2 separate regions of the Rattus norvegicus genome follow, and region 2 is linked to region 1. A link is a contact called in public Hi-C data. All regions are on one chromosome and are shown on one strand. The core of a region is the stretch at or near the end of the contact, and the rest is flanking DNA. Distances in the headings are between cores, read along the strand shown. Region 1 overlaps Dnah1 (dynein, axonemal, heavy chain 1). Region 2 holds the start of Capn7 (calpain 7).

Region 1 (4,717 bases), core at 1,432-3,931:
CAGACACTCAGGTGCACCCACCACAGCAGTGGGCAGGGCTCAGGGTGGGCTCACCACAGAGCACCCCCAAGTAGTATCCCGTAGGGTGCTCAGTCCTATATGCTCAACTCCCTATACATTAGGTGTGGGTGGGGTTATGATTAGACTGGTCAAGAGAGGAACCAAAGCCAGTCTCTCAAGGCTAAGGGGAAGCAGTGATCATTACTCATGCTCCAAGAGTAAAAAGCACCTTGGTGCTATAACACACTACTCATGGCTCAATGGCTTCCTACCTTAAGGACCACAAACGTGTTCCTGAGGAATAGGGAGCCCATAGCTCTGCATTAGGGGGCATAACGTCTCTTTCCAGGTCTCTGAGGAGAGAGGCCACAAGGCAAACAGGACAGTACTTAAACCTGACTGGCAGTACAGGTTGTGTGGGTCAAAGGCTCCAAGATCATGCCCCGACCCTAGACAAGGTCCCTTCCCTCTTAGATCTGTCCAGCCCTTTCATATAGTCAAGAAAGTGAGGTTTCCCTCAACACAGGCCAGATGGCTCTGTCGGTGGCCATGGTTTCTTCCTTAAGTAAAATAAGGCCTTGAAGAAAAGCTAGAAAAGGATCAGGAAGACTCCACCCCATCCCACCCCTGACTCTGGGCCCTGCCACAGCCCCGCAGGTTATACTCCCAGCCTCCACTATGGGGCAGATCTGAGTGGAAGGCCAGGACCTATGATGAAGTCAATGGCGTGACCTTGGCCTAGTTTCTATATGGGGCTGTTACAAAGGTCAGGCAAAATCATTCATGGGATGCGACTGTGGGGGTGTCCATAAAAGCTTAGCTCCTGCCCCTTGTCCTTCTCCAGATCAAGAACGAGTCCTTCTTGGAGGACATTAACAACATCCTGAACTCAGGTGACATCCCCAACCTCTACAGTGCAGATGAGCAAGACCAGATCGTCAACACCATGCGGCCCTACATACAGGAGCAGGGCCTGCAGCCGACCAAAGCCAATCTCATGGCCGCCTATACCGGGCGTGTGCGTAACAACATCCACATGGTGCTGTGCATGAGGTACGTGTAGCTGTCACCGAGCTACACGGGGCCTCAGGGATGTGAGCGAGTTCTTCTGAAGTGAAGTGGCCCCAGGCCTGGCCACCATGCCACTCAGACAGGACTACTAGGTTGGTTTGGCCTGGCTACTCTGATGTGGGGTTCTAGACAGGCCCTGAGTGCCGAGTGCCTAAGTCAGCGTTGCTGGGCCTCATGGGGATCCTTCTCCCTCAGTCCCATTGGAGAGGTCTTCCGTGCTCGCCTGAGGCAGTTCCCCTCACTTGTCAACTGCTGCACCATTGACTGGTTTAACGAGTGGCCCGCAGAGGCCCTGCAATCTGTGGCCACCAGGTTCCTGCATGAGATCCCAGAACTGGAATGTTCGAGTGAAGTAATTGAAGGACTGGTGGGTACCGTGGTGAGATGCAGTCTCTTGGGGGTCAGGGGGGAGAAATGTCTCACTTAATAGAGGCTCGGGGTCACTGAGGCCGACCACGGCCAGCAAAGTGTTGGTGAGATGGTGCTGCCTGGTTACGCCTCAGTTCTACAATGTGTGAAACGAGGCCGTAGGTAACATGGTGACCTGGAGTGTTCTACAGACAGCTAGCACCCCTTAGAGACTACAGATAGGATCAGGCAGATTTGTCAGTTCAGTCTTAGAAAGCTGGCCCTCTGAGGTTCAAGAGCTAAGATGAAGCCAGTGTTTCCCTGTCTTAGACCCAGCCTCTCTGATGGGACACCATCTTAGGCCTTCCAGAGGGAGGCGGCTCATGGGGCTGAGTCAAGGGCCACGGCTGGACGACACCTGGGTCCATCGTCAAGGCCAGGTCTGTTCTTGACTAGTATGGGCCTTGGGCTTTTCATCCACATTAAAGGTTACCTAGGCCCGGAGGTCATGAGGATCTTAGGAAACCATTTATCTGAGGTACAGTTGCGCTGTGACCCTTTCCTCGGGACCAGGGCACAGTGGCCTTGTGGGTACCTGGTACCTGGTCTTTGCTGAAGCACAGCAAGCGTCCATGATCTCTGCCTTCACAGATTCACGTTTGCGTGTATATCCACCAGTCCGTGGCCAAGAAATGTGTCGAGTACCTGGCAGAGCTGGCCCGCCACAACTACGTGACCCCCAAGAGCTATTTGGAGCTGCTCAATATTTTCTCCATCCTCATTGGACAGAAGAAAATGGAACTGAAGACGGCCAAACACCGAATGAAGAGTGGCCTTGACAAGGTAGGCCCGAGGAAGGCCGGAAGGCAGTGGCTAGCCTAGCTACCCGTGCTGGGCTTCAGCAGTCTTTGATGCCATGGCACCCCAGCCTTGAGGCGCTGCAAAGGGTGACTTCCTTCTCAGTGAAAAAAAAATAGAACTTATCAGTGAAGGGCAAAGTCAAACAGGTACCCCCAACTTCTCAGGGAGGGAGGCCCCCTCCTCTAGAAACCACTGAGCAACCAGGGGCACCCGAGTGGAGGTGATTCAGCAGAACCCTCTCCTCAGAACCCTGAGGCCTGGCGCCTCTCTAGTTCCTGTAACAACCGTTTCGTGTTTTGTTTTCTCTGCTCCCAAACTCAGCTTCTGCGCACCTCGGAGGATGTGGCCAAGATGCAGGAGGAGCTGGAGATTATGCGCCCCCTGCTGGAAGAAGCTGCCAAGGACACCTTGCTCACTATGGACCAGATCAAGGTCGGGTGCTCACGAGAGCTCTTAAGCCCAGCTCCCTCTCTGGTCCTGTGTGAGGATGCTCAACACCTCAAACATCAAAGGGCGAGCCCCTGGCTTTCACACCTCACCGGTTTCTCGTTTACCTGGCAGATACTTAGGCAGGACTATCCCCACGTTAGGCCAGGCACCCCTTTGGCTGGGCATTTATGAAGGGCAAGGCTGATGAATCCAAAGAGGCCGGGAACTGATGATGTCACAGCTCAGACTGAGCGGCAGAACTGGCATACACAGACATGCAGATGCCACACAGAATCAGGGTTTACATGGAGGGCTCGGTCCTCCCAGCACAGACCACCATTAGCATGACAGCTTTCTGCCAGGATTCAAGGCTTGGTCCTGCAGAGTCAGTATTACAAAACGTTCCCTGAAGAAAGGGGAGGTACACTTCGGCATTGTGCACAGACGGCAATGTGGGCCTGTAGGACTGGATTGCCCAAACCTGGAAACCCCTAAGGCCCGTGGTGGGCCTTGGAGATGTGTGGGAGAAGCTCCTAGACTTCCCAGGTCTCTGCAACCTATTGCAACTAAGAAGCCCTTAGGGGGTTGGGGATTTAGCTCAGTGGTAGAGCGCTTGCCTAGCAAGCGCAAGGCCCTGGGTTCGGTCCCCAGCTCCAAAAAAAAGAAAAGAAAAGAAAAGAAAAAGAAGCCCTTGGAAAGGGTGGACATCCCCATCCTCAGAAGTGGGGAGGGGTTGGTATTCCTGCCCTTGCCACTGGCCACTAACTGGATGCCCTGTCTCCCAACTGCAGGTGGACACAGCCATAGCTGAAGAGACCCGGAAATCAGTGCAGGCAGAGGAGATCAAGGCCAACGAGAAGGCCAGCAAGGCCCAAGCTATTGCTGATGACGCCCAGAAGGATCTGGATGAGGCCCTGCCGGCCCTGGACGCAGCCCTGGCCAGCCTTCGAAACCTCAACAAGAATGATGTGACAGAGGTGAGTAGAGGGCGTCACCTCGCACTCTCTGCGTCCCTCTCTGTGTCCTCTCAGGTCCTAATGGTGTCCCCAGGCCCACCTTGTGCACATCCTTTGGTGACTGTGTACCAACAGGGGACAGCAGAACGAGGGCCAGATCCTCACTGTCTGTCCCACTTTCCTGGGACCCTAGGTCTTGTGGCAGTAAAGACTTGGTTGGCAGGGCCCCACCTTGCCCGAGCTGGTAGGACCTTCCCCTTCTATACCTCTTGGCATGACCCATAGGTGCGTGCCATGCAGCGCCCACCCCCGGGAGTGAAGCTGGTCATAGAGGCCGTGTGCATCATGAAGGGCATCAAGCCCAAGAAGGTACCCGGAGAGAAACCAGGCTCCAAAGTGGATGACTACTGGGAGCCCGGCAAGGGGCTGCTGCAAGACCCAGGCCGCTTCCTTGAAAGCCTCTTCAAGTTTGACAAGGTAACCACACTAGGCACATGGGTCAGCCAGTGGTCAGGACACGGCAAAAGGGTAGGAGCTGGCAAAGTACCCATCACCTATCTGCAGGAGCTATGCTCTGTTCTGTCGTCACCAGCAGTTGCAGCACACATGCCCCTGGGGGACATAGAGCTGTCTGGGGCCATTGGACATAGAGTCTACCTGAGGAGCTGTCATGTGGGATGAGACATCCCCTTCCCCACCAGAAGTTGTTGCCAGGGCAGGTCCCTGTGCCTATATGATGTCACTCACAGTCACTCCAAGGCTCTGCAACTTGGAGATTCTTCTTATCCTAGCCAAGAGGTTTACCGGCTTCCTCCGCTGCCTCTCTGTTCTCTGTACATGGATCCAGTTGAGATTTTCAGTCCCTGGGTATCTCTCTGTTCTCTTGGACTGTGCCATGGTTAGGTCAGCCAGGAGGCCAGAACCTTCAGGGAGCCTCTCTCCAGTCCAGAAAGTCACTGAATACCACTTGCCTGGCCTACATGGGCAGGGCCAGAGACACCCTTCGTAGAGAGGCACCCAGTCCAGGATGGCTCACAGCCTGAGCTCTGTTC
Region 2 (4,617 bases), core at 2,045-4,544, 78 kb before region 1:
GAGCAAGTGGTAGCTGTGACTGACCTGCAGAATGTAGAGCTTGGACTCTTTCCAGATATTCACTGATCTTTTCTTGGATCCGTTCTAGGCTGGAGCCTGCCATCTCTGCATAAATTAAGGCTTGGGCAGCTTCCTTAAAAGATGATGATAATAATAATAATAATAATAATAATAATAATAACTCAAAGAATTCAAAAGACCTATCATAATATGAATTTTAATTACTACTAATTTTCTACTCATTTCATGATAATAAAACAAAAACATCTTCAAGATATTTTTCCTTTTTTTAAAGATTTATTTATTTTATGTATACGAGTACACTGTAGCTATCTTCAGCACACCAGATCCCATTACAGATGGTTGTGAGCCACCATGTGGTTGCTGGGGATTGAACTCAGGACCTCGGGAAGAGCAGTCGGTGCTCTTAACTGCTGAGCCATCTCTCCAGCCCTCAAGATATTTTTCATACAGCAAATAAGTTATAAAATCTTCTAATACCTTTTCTTCCAGTTTCAATATCCTTAATTTTTATATTCTGTTGAAAATTTAAGAACCCAACTATTAAACACTTCTTCAGAATAGCTATGGTTTACATGTTTTCTATTTCCTTATATATAAATCAGGTGTAAATTATATACTTTGAAAAGGCACACTGAGTCTTAAAAAGCATTGAGACGGGTGCTGGGGCTTTGCTCTGGCACAGCGGTTGTCTAGCATGTACAAGACCCTGGTTTCAATATCCAGGACCACGAGAACCAAATCATTAAACAAAACAAAATATCAATTTAAAAAAAATCAGAAGAAAATGTAAAGGTAAAAAGTCTCAAATTAGAATTAAAATATTAGGGTAGAACATACCAAAGTAGATTTCAGTTTTATGAGACAAACTGAATTAAGACGACCTGACTGGCCCAAGAGTTTCCATTTCCCCACTACTGTTCTAAGGTTAGCAATGCTACTACCCACCTAATGAGAGCAGACAGATTTCTGCAAGTGACAGCCCCTCTCTGCAGGAGCTGAATGTGTGCTACACCTCACAGGCCTCATGCTGTTTCCAAAGCAGCTACCACTGAGCGTCATTTTGTAGGCCAGTTTTTGAACAGAAGTTGTTTAACTGAGTCCTATAAAATCAGTAAATGCAGTTTAGACCCCATGAGAAATTCAACCATAACAGCCAGCTGGAGTAGAAAAGATGACTTCTTCGGGGTCAATAAAGCAGATATTTCAAGGGAGAAAAAAAATTTTCCACACAAACAATAAATACCTAATCTTACATATACCAAAAATACATTATAATGAACCTCTTACACATAAATTAAATATTAGTTCAGAGTATACTTTACCCCTCACACATAAGTACTGATTTTCAAATAATCACCTCACTTTTTTAAAAAAGTCAAATAGTTACCAACTTTATTTTACTTGTTTTATTTATATTCAAAAGTGAAAACAGAATCAGGAGCAAAAATACACCTACTTTTTTACTCTCCCTTTTTAAAAGAAAAAATTAAAGACAGGGTTTCAGTATGTAACCCTGGCTGGCTTGGAAATTGGAAAGTAGACCAAGCCAGCTTCACCCCCTCCTCCCTGCCCCCTCACTCTCTCATCTCCTCCTCCTAACAGGGTCTCAGACGTCCTAAACTGGCTGGTCCCCCTGACTTCTGGTTTTACACAGTGCTGAAGATGATGTCCTCCTCACTTTTTAAAAAATTTCCTTAAAGATGAATTTTAATACCTAAATGACAACTTCTTAAAGGAAAAAAAAGTTGCATAGTGTTTTTTTTTATTTTAGAAAAAGTTATTTATTACTTTTTAGAGACAAAGTCGTACAATGTACCTCAAATCAGCCTGAACTCAGTGATCCTCTTCCTACCTCACTGTACTGAAAGCTGGGACTACAAGCAAATAAGCAGGTGCCACCACACTAGGCTATATGGTAGTATTTTGACAGTATTTGCTGACTTTGTGTCACAAAACTACAACAGAATTTTCTTTTAAAGAACTATCACCTGGTAGTCAGGCATGGTGGCACACTCCTGTAAATCTCAGCACTGGGAGGGCTAAGGCAAAGGGAAGATAAATTTAAAAACAGCTTCCACTACAGCAAGATCACGATCACTGAGAGAGAGGGAGACAAGGAGACAGACAGACACACACAGACACACACACAGATACACGCGCACGGGTGTGGTAGGGAGGTAGGATTGTAAAATCAAAATTAGGAAACTTAAAAGGAATGATCCTAAAACAAACCAAAGTGTCTAAATGTACGGTAGGTTTTAAAATAGTAAATATTCGCGGAAAGCAAACCACTCTTTACAGATAGCATAGGGAAAAATGTACTACTTCTGTATAATCAAGGAAAAGATGCCCACATAATGAAGATACAACTGGAGGGGTGTGTTTGCAAACCTTCAGGACTGGGGAGCACAGGATGAACGGCCAAAGTGCATACCCTTTGATTTAGCAACTGTGCTCCCAGTCAATCATCCAAAAGAAGTTATCACAAAGGTTTTGTTTTTTAAGACCTAAGGATATTAACTGCCCCCACTACAATGTTGGAAAGCCACAACCAAATACAGAACATGTTGTAAATGTAGCGCATGCAAGCAACCAGATGTTATCTAGGTACAATGCAGAAGTGAGGGGTCAAAATAGTGCGATATGATTGAGGTTTTGGGATTTAAAAGCCGCGTATACACACATACGTTCAGAAAAACAATCATGGATACATACATCGGATGCTAAAGTAAGATGAATTTCTTTTCTAATTTACTTTTTCTTTTCTACCTCGAACACGCACTATTGGCATATTCTGACAGATCACCCACGGTTGGTCACACATCAAGGCCAGCAAACAGCGAACAGGCCACTCACTCCCCATCCCACCTCTGGCAGCCACAGGCAGCAGAGCGGCGGGCATCTGCGGCCTGACAAGCTGGACTCGGCCGACCCGAGCAGGACCTCGCCCCTCCGCCTCGGGTTCCGCCAGCACTTGATCCGGTGACGCGGCCCGAGACCGGTGCCGGTCCTTACCTTGTAGTAAAACACCGCCTCAGAGTAGCGGCCTTCGTGGTCGCGCTGCACTGCCAGCCGCGCGAACTGCACGGCGTCCCGCTCCAGCGCCGACGCGTCCATGGCGCCCAAGGCCCCACGCCCGGGGAGGCAGACAGGCCCTGACGCCGGCCCCCGCCGCCCGGAGGCACTGCGAGGAGAACTGAGGACCCCGCGAGCAGAGTGGCAAAGTTTACTTTTGAGGGCGGAGGAGGAGAAGATGGAGCCTCCACTACCTCAGACCCGCCCGGAGGACTGCTTGCTCTGAGCAGCCCGGGCTCGGAGCCCTGGCGGCCGCCCCTCTCGCGTTCTCGCTCCGCCCACCAGCCGCACTGCGCAGGCGCAGTCGACCCCAGCGGGGGCTCCCTCCGGAGCGGGCGGGGCTCAAGGCGACCGCAGGTAGGCGGGGCCAGAACAGTGTCCGGTGGGATTGGACGAGGGGAAGCAGGTGCCAGGTCGAAGCCGAGGGCTTTCGCTTCCGCCTGCTAGAAAGGAGGTGCCAGTGCCCAGGAGGTTGTTGGAGAGGATCAGGGTATGGCTTGAAAGGAGCATGCGCGTCATGGAGTACTTCGTCCACTAAGTGAAAAGGATAGGCGGGAAGAAACAATCACGCACCTCCCGTCGCCAACTAGTTTAATTAAAAATAAAGATATGAAGTGAGGCTAGGAGGTGCTTTTGAGATGCTCTGGTAATGTTCAGTTGACAAACTAAATAAAGCATGACCTTCTACGGACCCCCATGGCACCCTGAAGTGTGGTATTGTTTGAATTGTCTACAAACCAGATGATGTGTTTTTACTTGTATCTTAGGGCAGGTTGAACGTTGTAATTACATAATAAATGACAGTTTGGTTGCTTTCTTTTATCCACTTAAACGTTTGAATTCAGCAGTGATGAAAATGAACTGATGGGAAGTACCAGAATTTGGATGAGATTCAAAATCCATGCTGTGTCAAAGTAGCAAGTCTTGACAAAAGTATACACTGTATGATTCCACACAAAAGAAACATTAACACAGCATATGCTGACACATCCCTGTAAGCCAGCAGTCTGGAGGCTGTGGTAAGAGAATTCAGCCAGTGCCATCTACACAGCAAAACCCCTGAACAACCCCAGGAAGCATATGTCTGTTATAGTGCAGTGCTTCCCCATGCAAACATCAACACAAATCAGCTGGAGATCTTGCTAAGAGTTCATTGTGAGCCTGACTATGGTGCTCGCCTGCACCATTTGGCAGAAGAAGCAAATCTCTCAGTTCGAGGCCAACCTGGTCTTCAGAGCTCATTACAGGATAACATGGCTACACAGAGAAACTCTGTCTCAGACAAAAAAGGAGTTGATTGTGATTCAGTCTAGAGCGGTTTCAGCTGTGTTTAAGCTCTAGAAAGACTCCTTGGTGATGCTAATGCTGGTGTTTCAGAATATTCATTATCAAGGTCACAATGGTGTGGATGCTACTACTGAAACTGGTCAGTGTACAGCTAAAGAGGCTGTGGTCAGCTTCCCTGTACGTCATGTGTGTCTAGACCAGCCACCTTGCTTGTGCCAGCTATGACTGTCT

The links. A called contact is a pair of places that touch in the nucleus more often than the background predicts.
Region 2: a contact with region 1 is called in a Hi-C map of the A7r5 cell line, with 3 times the contacts expected there. The contact joins the promoter of Capn7 here to the enhancer-like site in region 1. A contact is called at or near these places in 4 of 12 Hi-C or Micro-C datasets (the A7r5 cell line, the Rat2 cell line, Schwann cells and 1 more).

What each region holds. Positions count from the first base shown.
Region 1 is chr16:6,472,270-6,476,986 of GRCr8, reverse strand. It overlaps Dnah1 (dynein, axonemal, heavy chain 1), which reads left to right. Exons shown (of 78, transcript NM_001033655.2): 50 at 1-11; 51 at 845-1,053; 52 at 1,267-1,438; 53 at 2,071-2,262; 54 at 2,602-2,712; 55 at 3,501-3,686; 56 at 3,951-4,142. Among named protein-coding and RNA genes, the nearest start is that of Bap1, 22 kb to the right of the region's middle. Within about 2 kb of position 2,681, at least 4 of the 93 cell types and tissues checked have an H3K27ac peak or open chromatin away from gene starts, as enhancers often do. A contact at or near this core is called in the A7r5 cell line, where this site is marked.
Region 2 is chr16:6,550,820-6,555,436 of GRCr8, reverse strand. It overlaps Capn7 (calpain 7), which reads right to left and starts at 3,294. Exons shown (of 21, transcript NM_001030037.1): 1 at 3,040-3,294; 2 at 25-133. The coding sequence starts at 3,141.